Regions from separate parts of the Zea mays genome. Here all the other regions are linked to region 3. Evidence: chromatin contacts called from public Hi-C data. All regions are on one chromosome and are shown on one strand. The core of a region is the stretch at or near the end of the contact, and the rest is flanking DNA. Distances in the headings are between cores, read along the strand shown.

Region 1 (2,700 bases), core at 78-2,577, 140 kb after region 3:
AGCAAGACTATATTTTGATAAAGTTTATATGCTTTTGGTTGGCTAGCGCATGTGTGACGTTATAAGCCTGTAACTCATATTTTTCTCAAACAGTCTTAATCCTAGGTTGCCGAACAAGTGAAGAAGTGTTCCAGGCAAAAGTGTTCCAGTTGGATTAGTTCTGGGCTGGAAAGAGTGAAATAGCCGGATGCACTAAAGCCTGGCCTGGAACAGTTCTTAGTATGGAATTGTTCCAGTGCTACCGAACGGGCTCTGAGTGTTTGAATCTCAAACGAGTCAAAATATTTTATAAATTTTTTAATTCCATCCAATCTACGTCAGATAGAAATAATCCAACAAATCTCTCATTGTGGTCGACCACTCATAAAGTACATCCACAACGAAGCCACTATGACAAAATAAACATGGATATCCTTGGTGCGTGACGCCGAGTTAACTCCGCAAAGCCACGGATTCCGGTAGTGGTTATATGACGACATACTCATTTTTCTTCTCTTTTTTACGTGTGAATCTAGTAAATGGCCGTTGTTAGCACTTGCAACGCACATCCAGAACGAAGCACCTTCGTCAATATAATCGTAAAAAATAACCGTGTATAAGCTTCTTGAGCTTGATATGCATGAAATTATTAGCCATTCATTTGTATTATGACATATACAGAATTATGCCGGTGCATTAGTCATATGAACATGTAAGCTTTAGGCGTGAAGTTGGATATAATAAACTTCGAAAATGAAACATGGAACATAGAGTTTTCGAGATTGCCAAGACGATGGGAGTCATAAAAATCACATCATCTTACTTTAAAAGATATATTTCTCCATTCCAATTTATAATTCGTTTAACTTTTTTGACAATAATTTAACCGGCTCGTCTTATTAAAAATTCATAATTATTGTTTATTACTGTGACATTATTTAACATATAATATATTTTAAGCGTGCCATTGAAATTTTCAATTTATTGCAAAATTTTTGAATAAGACAAGCCTTGGTGTTAAAATGTCAAACGAACCATAACATTTGACCTCAGAGGATTTTGAATCACCGACTCACCGTGGTAATAACGGCTACATACAAAAATGGTGATCATTTTATTCTGGGGCAGGCATTCAAACCATGCTAGTTCCGTGCCCTCCTTCACTGACTAGTGGGCCCCTGCAAGTGGGCGCCTTGTTTCAGGGAGACGGTTTCTGTCAGTGGCTAGCACTCACAAGTCACTCCATCGCATGAACCCTGCGCTGACTGACATCCGGTCCCAACACTCTTTCTGCCCACCGTCAGTGGGTTATTCTACAAGTAGTACTGGTAATAATGAGCGCAGGCTAGCGTCTCTGAGACGAGATCGAAGGGCTGCTAAAGACAACACGTACTCTAGCTAGGGCGTTGGCGTTGCATTGCTTGCCCGCCCGCTTTCCATCTCTATTTCGTGCCGGGAGCAGGAGATCGCCGTGACATCGTCCTCAGCCCGCACGCAAACGCAGAGTCCCCGCGCGCGGCGGCCGCCACAGCACCAGCACCACACCGACGAAGGCGCGGACGAGCGACCCATGGCGCAGGTGAGCGTGGTGACGGCGGCGAGGAGGGAGCTAGCGGGCGCGCTGAACCCCGACGCCAGGGAGTTCCTCCCGTGGTGGCGCCTAGGGGGCAGCAGGAAGCAGCTCTCGGCCGACGCGCCAGAGTTCACGCGGTCCAGCTTGGGGCGAGCGGTGGCCGCAGCCGCCGCCAACGGTGCGGTGATAGCCGCCCCAAACAACGCCGGCGTGGGGAAGGCGGCGGTAAGCACGCAAGCTTGCCTTGGTCACTTTTCTTTCCCGGCCCGATCTTGCTCGCGTTGTCTTCCCTCTCCTTGCTTTACATGTATTATTACAGTAATATAACTTGCTGCCATTTCGTCACCTTCCTTCCGGATTTGATTCCTCTGTGTGCTGATTAATTCGATTCAGCTGTTTTCTTCTTTCGGTGTTTGCTATACGCTTGGCGCGATCACATTCGTATCGCTGTTCTTTCTGGTCAGATCGGTAATCGATTTGTAAAAATAGCCGCGCGCAATTTGATTCAGATCGGGGGATTCTTAGTTAGCTACTAGCTACTGTGTGGGTGGATCGGTGGACACATGCATGCATACATGTAGCGGCATAATTGAGAAAGAGGCTCTTGTTACTCGCTCCCTGTGCTTCAGGTCCTCCATGTTCTTTTCTAGGGCAGTAGGGCAGGGCTACCATTGTTTCCTGGTTGGCCTGTGCACAAAGGTCGACGCAGTATTTCATTAAGACGAAGACACACAGATATATTTTGCCTGAATAATTGGATCGTTTCTCTCTACCTAGATGCTCTGTCACACCAGAAATTATTACTTTGTTTGTTGATCCTCATATTTGCCAGAGCAGGAATATTCAGCCTCAGACTCCAAGCCCCCTCCCTGACAAATGATATGCCTATAGTTCCTTCCACTGTGCCAGCCGCAGCCACATTCATCAGTCCTCCTGGATCTCTCTCGATTTAAGTGCATTGGATATCGTCAATGTTTCTCTTCCTCCATCATTTCAGAAAGGAAAAGGAAAAAACCAACTTGTCAGATTTTTTTTAAGAAAAAACTACCTTGATCAGGATATCCATACTGCCAATTGTTACTAGCTGGTCCAGGAAGAGCTAATAGACTTGCTGTACAATTGCAGGAGTTAAGCTATAGAACTTTGTG
Region 2 (2,700 bases), core at 106-2,605, 190 kb before region 3:
CTTTGATGATTCATCACTCCTAAATGATTTCAGAAAGCTAGACCAACTAATGTCTGAGACACGAATAGTACTGGCAAGGTAATAATGCATTATGCATTAAGCTCTGTTCAGTTATTGCGAGTTCATGATTTGCACCACAACGATGCAGTTTTTCTTTGCTCAATCCGCTGTATGACCAGTTCTCATCTTTTGTTGCTTCCATGAGTTAACTTTGAATTCACTAATACTTATTGTTAGAATACCCGTTTTGGGTTTGGGGATTTCCCCGTGCAATTACTATCTCACCCCTCTGTAATGGGCCTGGCCCAGTTTACTCAGTCTATTAATACATCACCCAACCCCTGTTAGGGTTAGGGTTTCCTATTCTAACTTGGTACCAGAGCTAGGTTTAGTTTTTTCCCTTTCTCTCGGGCGCCGCCACCCCAGCCGCCCAACCCGCCGCCCCCCTCTCCTTCCTCCGGCCGCCGCCGGCCCTTCCCCTTGCCCCGGCCGCCGCCTCCTGCCCCTCTGCTTCCGGCCCGCGGCCCCTCTCCTCCACCCAGCCGCGCTCCTTCGGGCGCTTGTCTTTCTCCAAACGCGCGCGAGCCGCCGACCGGCGGGGGCGCCGCGCTGCCGTATTTCGACGCCTTCGCCGACCGCCTCGGCGCCGGCCCGCAGGCGCTCCTCAGGTTCCCAGGCGTGGAGGCGCTGTCGGTGGCCGCCGTCCTCGAGGCGCCCGGGGAGGTCGTCGCCAAGTCCGCGCACAGCACGCTGTACTGCACCGCCGTGCGCTCCGGGGAGGCCGCCGTGCTGCTGAGGTTCGTGCGCCCCGCGTGCGTCGTCGTCGGCGCCGACGAGGCCTATGCCGCCGCGCGGCGGATCGGCGCTGTCAGCCACCCCAACCTCGTGCTGCCCCACACGGTGTTCATCGGCCCTAGGGGTGAGAAGCTGCTCGTCATTCACTCTTCGTCCAGCCTTCCATCGGATCCCCGTCCGACCGTCCCCTGCTCGTTTTCCTAGTGCTCGGCTGCTCCAGTGCTCCTGACTGCTCCTGTGCTCGGCCCTTGCTGTAGTGCTGCTCGGTCGCATCGGCACCTGCTGCAGATCTGCTCGACCTCGGCTGCTCGGCTTCCTGTTCCTTCTGCGTGCTCTGCCTCGCGCTCCCCTGCGACGAGGGCCTCTTCGAACACGTCCTGACGACCATTTCCCCTCTGCCTGTCAGTCGCCGCGGGCTCGCCTCACCCGACAGAACGCGCACCAGAGCCGCCGCCGTAGCCATTGATTGCATAATTGCAGCCGCACTCCCCATCTCCCTCTCTTCCATCTCCCACCACAAAGCACCACCTCTCTCTTCTCCATTCCTCTTCCCTTGTGAGCGGCTCATCCAAGGAGCACAACCTCCTTCCGCGTGTATCCCCTCGTTGCTGAACGCCGTGCATCCCTTTGCTGCACCATTCGCCATTCACTTCTCCACTCTCTCATGGCTTCACCCCCTTTCGACGGGCTCACCGTGCGTGTCCTCCACGATGGTCAGCTTGTCCAGGGCACCCTCGTGGCCTTCGATCGCACCATGAGCCCTGTCCTCCGTGACTGTGTTGAAATCCACCCCACGGCCGGTCGTCACGTGTCCGGACCCCTTGTCTTTCCTCGTACAATGATAGCCTCCCTGGCAATCGAGCCCCCTTTGTCCCCCTCCCCTCCTAGTAACCACGCTAGCGCTCCTCCTCTGGCTCTTTCAGCGCACCCTGCGGCCTTCCCTCTATCTCCCTCTCCCGTCGATTGGGTGGTTGACTTTGGGGCCTCCTTCCACACTACCCCCACAACTAGTTCGTTATTCCACTCCCATCCACCACACCCCTCACATCCTTCCTCCATCTTCGTCGGCAACGGTTCCACCCTCCCGGTCACCTCAGTAGGTGCATCGGTTCTTCCAGGACCATTCTGCCTTAACGACGTCTTTCTTGCTCCCGGACTGACTCATCCCCTCCTCTCGGTTCGTCGCTTCACTAGTGACAACCAGTGCTCTATGGAGTTCGACCCCTTGGGTCTCACCATACGCCACCTTCCCATACATGCTGTGCTCGCTCGCTGTGACAGCTCTAGCCCCCTCTTTTCTCTTCACTTGCCCTCCACTCTCCACACCAGAGTAGCCTCATCTCCTGCACTTACTACTACCACCACATCACATGCTCTTGCTACTACCACCACCTTCTCCGCCATTTGGCATCGTCGTCTTGGGCACCCTGGACCTGACGTCATGTCCCAGCTTTCCGGCCACTCAGACATATCCTATACTCGGGGCTCTTCTGAGCGCCTCTGTCATGCTTGTCAGCTCGGCCGTCACTCCCGTCTTCCTTTTTCCACTTCCACGTCCAGGGCTGTTCAGGCCTTTGATCTTGTCCGCTGTGATGTCTGGACGTCTCCTGTCCTTAGCCTCTTCGGCTACAAATACTACCTGGTCATTCTGGACGACTACTCCCATTTACTTTGGACTTTCCCCCTTCGGCTGAAGTCCGACACGTTTACCACCCTCACTTCTTCGCCTGGGTATCCACCCAGTTCCGGCGCCCGGTCCGTGCACTGCAGTGCGACAACGGCCGCGAGTTCGACAACCACGCCTCTCGGTCATTCTTCCTCACCAGTGGCATTCAGTTGCGTCTCTCGTGCCCCTACACCTCCACCCAGAACGGCTGGGCAGCGCATGATTCGCACCACCACCAA
Region 3 (2,700 bases), core at 3-2,502:
GAGTGTTGAATACCTTCAATTACAGCCTTCTTTGCAGCTTTAATATCCATCTGCAAAATAATTGGGCAGTATTTAGATAACAGCAGAGCATTTCAATTTTTTAACAAAGGTGCATCTAAAATGAACTGGGAATATCTTAATTATATGGCAAACCATGAAAATTTTGCATAAAATAACACTAGCAAGAAAATGCGTACATATAACAGAAACTATTTGTTCCTAAGCTATGGAAACATAGCAAAAAAAATGCCTATAAGAGAAGTTTCAAAGGGAAGAAAGTGTCAGAACAACTAACATAAACACAAAAAAACAGTGGAAAATGTAAACAGACCAACTCACGTGGTAATCCTGCAGCGATGACATTCTGATGCAAATGCTTCTGTGCATAATCTGCCGCCAAGCGACCACCATGCCCGTCATAAATCGCAAAATGTACGCACCTGCACCATCCAGTACACCTCAAACTACATACATCAGCAATGCATGCGAGTACTTAATATGAACAGGAAAGATGATGACCTCAAGCTTCCTGGGGATTCTGCACCAGCATTGGGGAGCACCACCCAGGCGTCCTCCATAGTGTGCCTGCAACCCTTGTCGTCCGCCGCATCAGCCTCGACAACAGTCAATACCATCTTCTGCTCACCCAAAACCTTAGAGTTTGCAGCGCATTCCCCATCTGAAACGCATTTGTCCGATGGTGCTTCGCTTTCCTTTTGGCAGGTCCTCCTAGCTTCAGCATCCATTTGCTGTGAAACACTAGACTCTACACTGTCCCCCGTTTCAGAAGCAGTGTCGGTGCCTTTGATGCGCTTGGATGTACTATCATCATCGGCGTAGCTGCCTTCACGCTTTTGATGAGCCATGGTGATTATTTATTGGGCCTAAAATGCAAACATGAGGCGAAACTTAGTGAGGAGCCTATGCTCTGAAATTTCGCAACTCAACAACTTTTCGAGAGAAAAAAAATCAACTGAAACATGCAGCATAGTCATGGGCGCATCATTTATAGGGCATGGTTTATCCGACAATAGTTTTTGCCAGAAATCGAAGTTAGTGGATATGTAGTACACATATCCATGGAAATTGGATCGGATCCGAATCCGAATACATGTAGCTTAGTTAGGGTTTCGGGTGCTCGATTCGCAGAGGGAGGTGAAGGAAGGGGAAGGGGCGTACGCGTACCTGGTCGCTCTTCACCGGCTAAGGCGGAGGAGACCTGATGAAGGGCGGCGCGACCAGGAAAGAAAGCGACGAGAGGGAGAGAGCGAGCAGGGAGAGGGAGGAGGGCACGGCAATACGGGAGAAGCAGAAAGTGGGCGGGGCCTCGTGCACTCACCCGACTGGCAACAGGTTCACAGCCCATAGCCCAGTACGGGCCTGCAGCTGCTTCCTGGCCTTAGACGTGAAAGGACATGTTTTCCTCGATCAAAATTAAAAGCTAGGGATGGTTGGTTTCTGATCAAAGTTTAGTCCATAATATCAATGAGTACTAAGTCCTGTTTGGTTCGTGACTAATTACGTCACACTTTGCCTAAGATTAGTCATCTAAATTGAAGAACTAACTTTAGGCAGAAAAGTTAGACAAAGTGTGGCAAGTTAGGAGTGAACCAAACATACCCTTAAACTATTGTTTGACGCGCGCGAGCGCACGTTATTATTGTTTTTTTGTGATGATACAAATTTTTATGTGTAAAAAGATGTTATATATGAAGGTACAGGTATAATGTAATATTAATATTCTCTTTTTATGCAAATAAAGGGAAGGTTTAAATATTAATACTGGCTCGGTATTGTTCATTATAAAAAAAATTATAGATTGTATTTGTCAGTTATCTTCAATTAGTGGGTAGCATGATCTAAGGGCTAACAGCTAACTGTATATGCATATATTGTATCTAGAAATAAAACGATGACATACATAGTCTTCAAGCCATATTTAAGTGGGTCATTGTCTAAAACAAATATAAGCTGAAGTACATCAGCTGCATTTAGTAGAATATCTAAAGGGTTATTTAAATGTGCATTCATTGTATTTGGTATTTTGGTTACAAAATGGTAGGCATCCGCAACAGTTCCCTCTAAATTTTGCCCTCTATACCTCACTTTTTCGACACGTCACCCAGATTTCACCCTTCCGCAACGGTTCTACCTAAATTCTCCACATATACCCACTACAACCACAAAATATCATTTTCTATAACTATTTACTATTTATCATCTATTATCATTCTTTCTAAACTAACAATTAATAGCAGACACAAAAGTCAAGAAAGCTACATCGTTTAGAGGAACACTAGAAGGGAGGGAGAGAGAAACTTATCGTTGTTTAGGGGGCAGCGGAGGGGGGCACCGCTGTAGCTTTTAGCATCGCACTGCAGCCCCTACACGTAGCGGAGGGGGCAGCGTGCGGTAACCGCTGCGCATAGCATAAGATTGATAGCAAAAACTGAGACATCGTAGGTAAGAGCATTTTTATGGGTTTGATGTGGTTGCATCTATCATTCGTGGGGTCCTTTTTGTCTGTAGAATCCTTTTGATCCTATGAAAAACTGAAAGGGAATTAGGCTTACACCTAGTCCCTAATTAATTTTGGTGGTTGAATTGCCCAACACAAATAATTGGACTAACTAGTTTGCCCAAGTGTATAGATTATACAGGTGTAACAGGTTCACACTCAGCCAATAAAAAGATCAAGTT

Evidence for each region. A called contact is a pair of places that touch in the nucleus more often than the background predicts.
Region 1: a Hi-C map of ear shows a contact between it and region 3, with 2.1 times the contacts expected there. The contact joins the promoter of LOC103632556 here to the promoter of LOC100191383 in region 3. A contact is called at or near these places in 2 of 25 Hi-C or Micro-C datasets (ear and endosperm).
Region 2: a contact with region 3 is called in a Hi-C map of leaf, with 4 times the contacts expected there. The contact joins the promoter of LOC109940748 here to the promoter of LOC100191383 in region 3. A contact is called at or near these places in 7 of 25 Hi-C or Micro-C datasets (ear, leaf, root tip and 1 more) and 2 of 3 datasets of contacts at active chromatin or transcription factors (leaf and seedling).

The regions. Positions count from the first base shown.
Region 1 is chr7:90,460,750-90,463,449 of Zm-B73-REFERENCE-NAM-5.0, forward strand. LOC103632556 (polyadenylate-binding protein-interacting protein 11) reads left to right here and starts at 1,328. Exons shown (of 10, transcript XM_008654319.3): 1 at 1,328-1,777. The coding sequence starts at 1,550.
Region 2 is chr7:90,134,703-90,137,402 of Zm-B73-REFERENCE-NAM-5.0, forward strand. LOC109940748 reads left to right here and starts at 1,356. Exons shown (of 1, transcript XM_020540884.3): 1 at 1,356-2,700. It overlaps LOC103633997 (peroxisome biogenesis protein 3-1), which reads left to right. Exons shown (of 7, transcript XM_020540883.3): 6 at 1-78.
Region 3 is chr7:90,324,332-90,327,031 of Zm-B73-REFERENCE-NAM-5.0, forward strand. It overlaps LOC100191383, which reads right to left and starts at 1,253. Exons shown (of 11, transcript NM_001136817.1): 1 at 1,186-1,253; 2 at 520-884; 3 at 332-440; 4 at 14-50. The coding sequence starts at 866.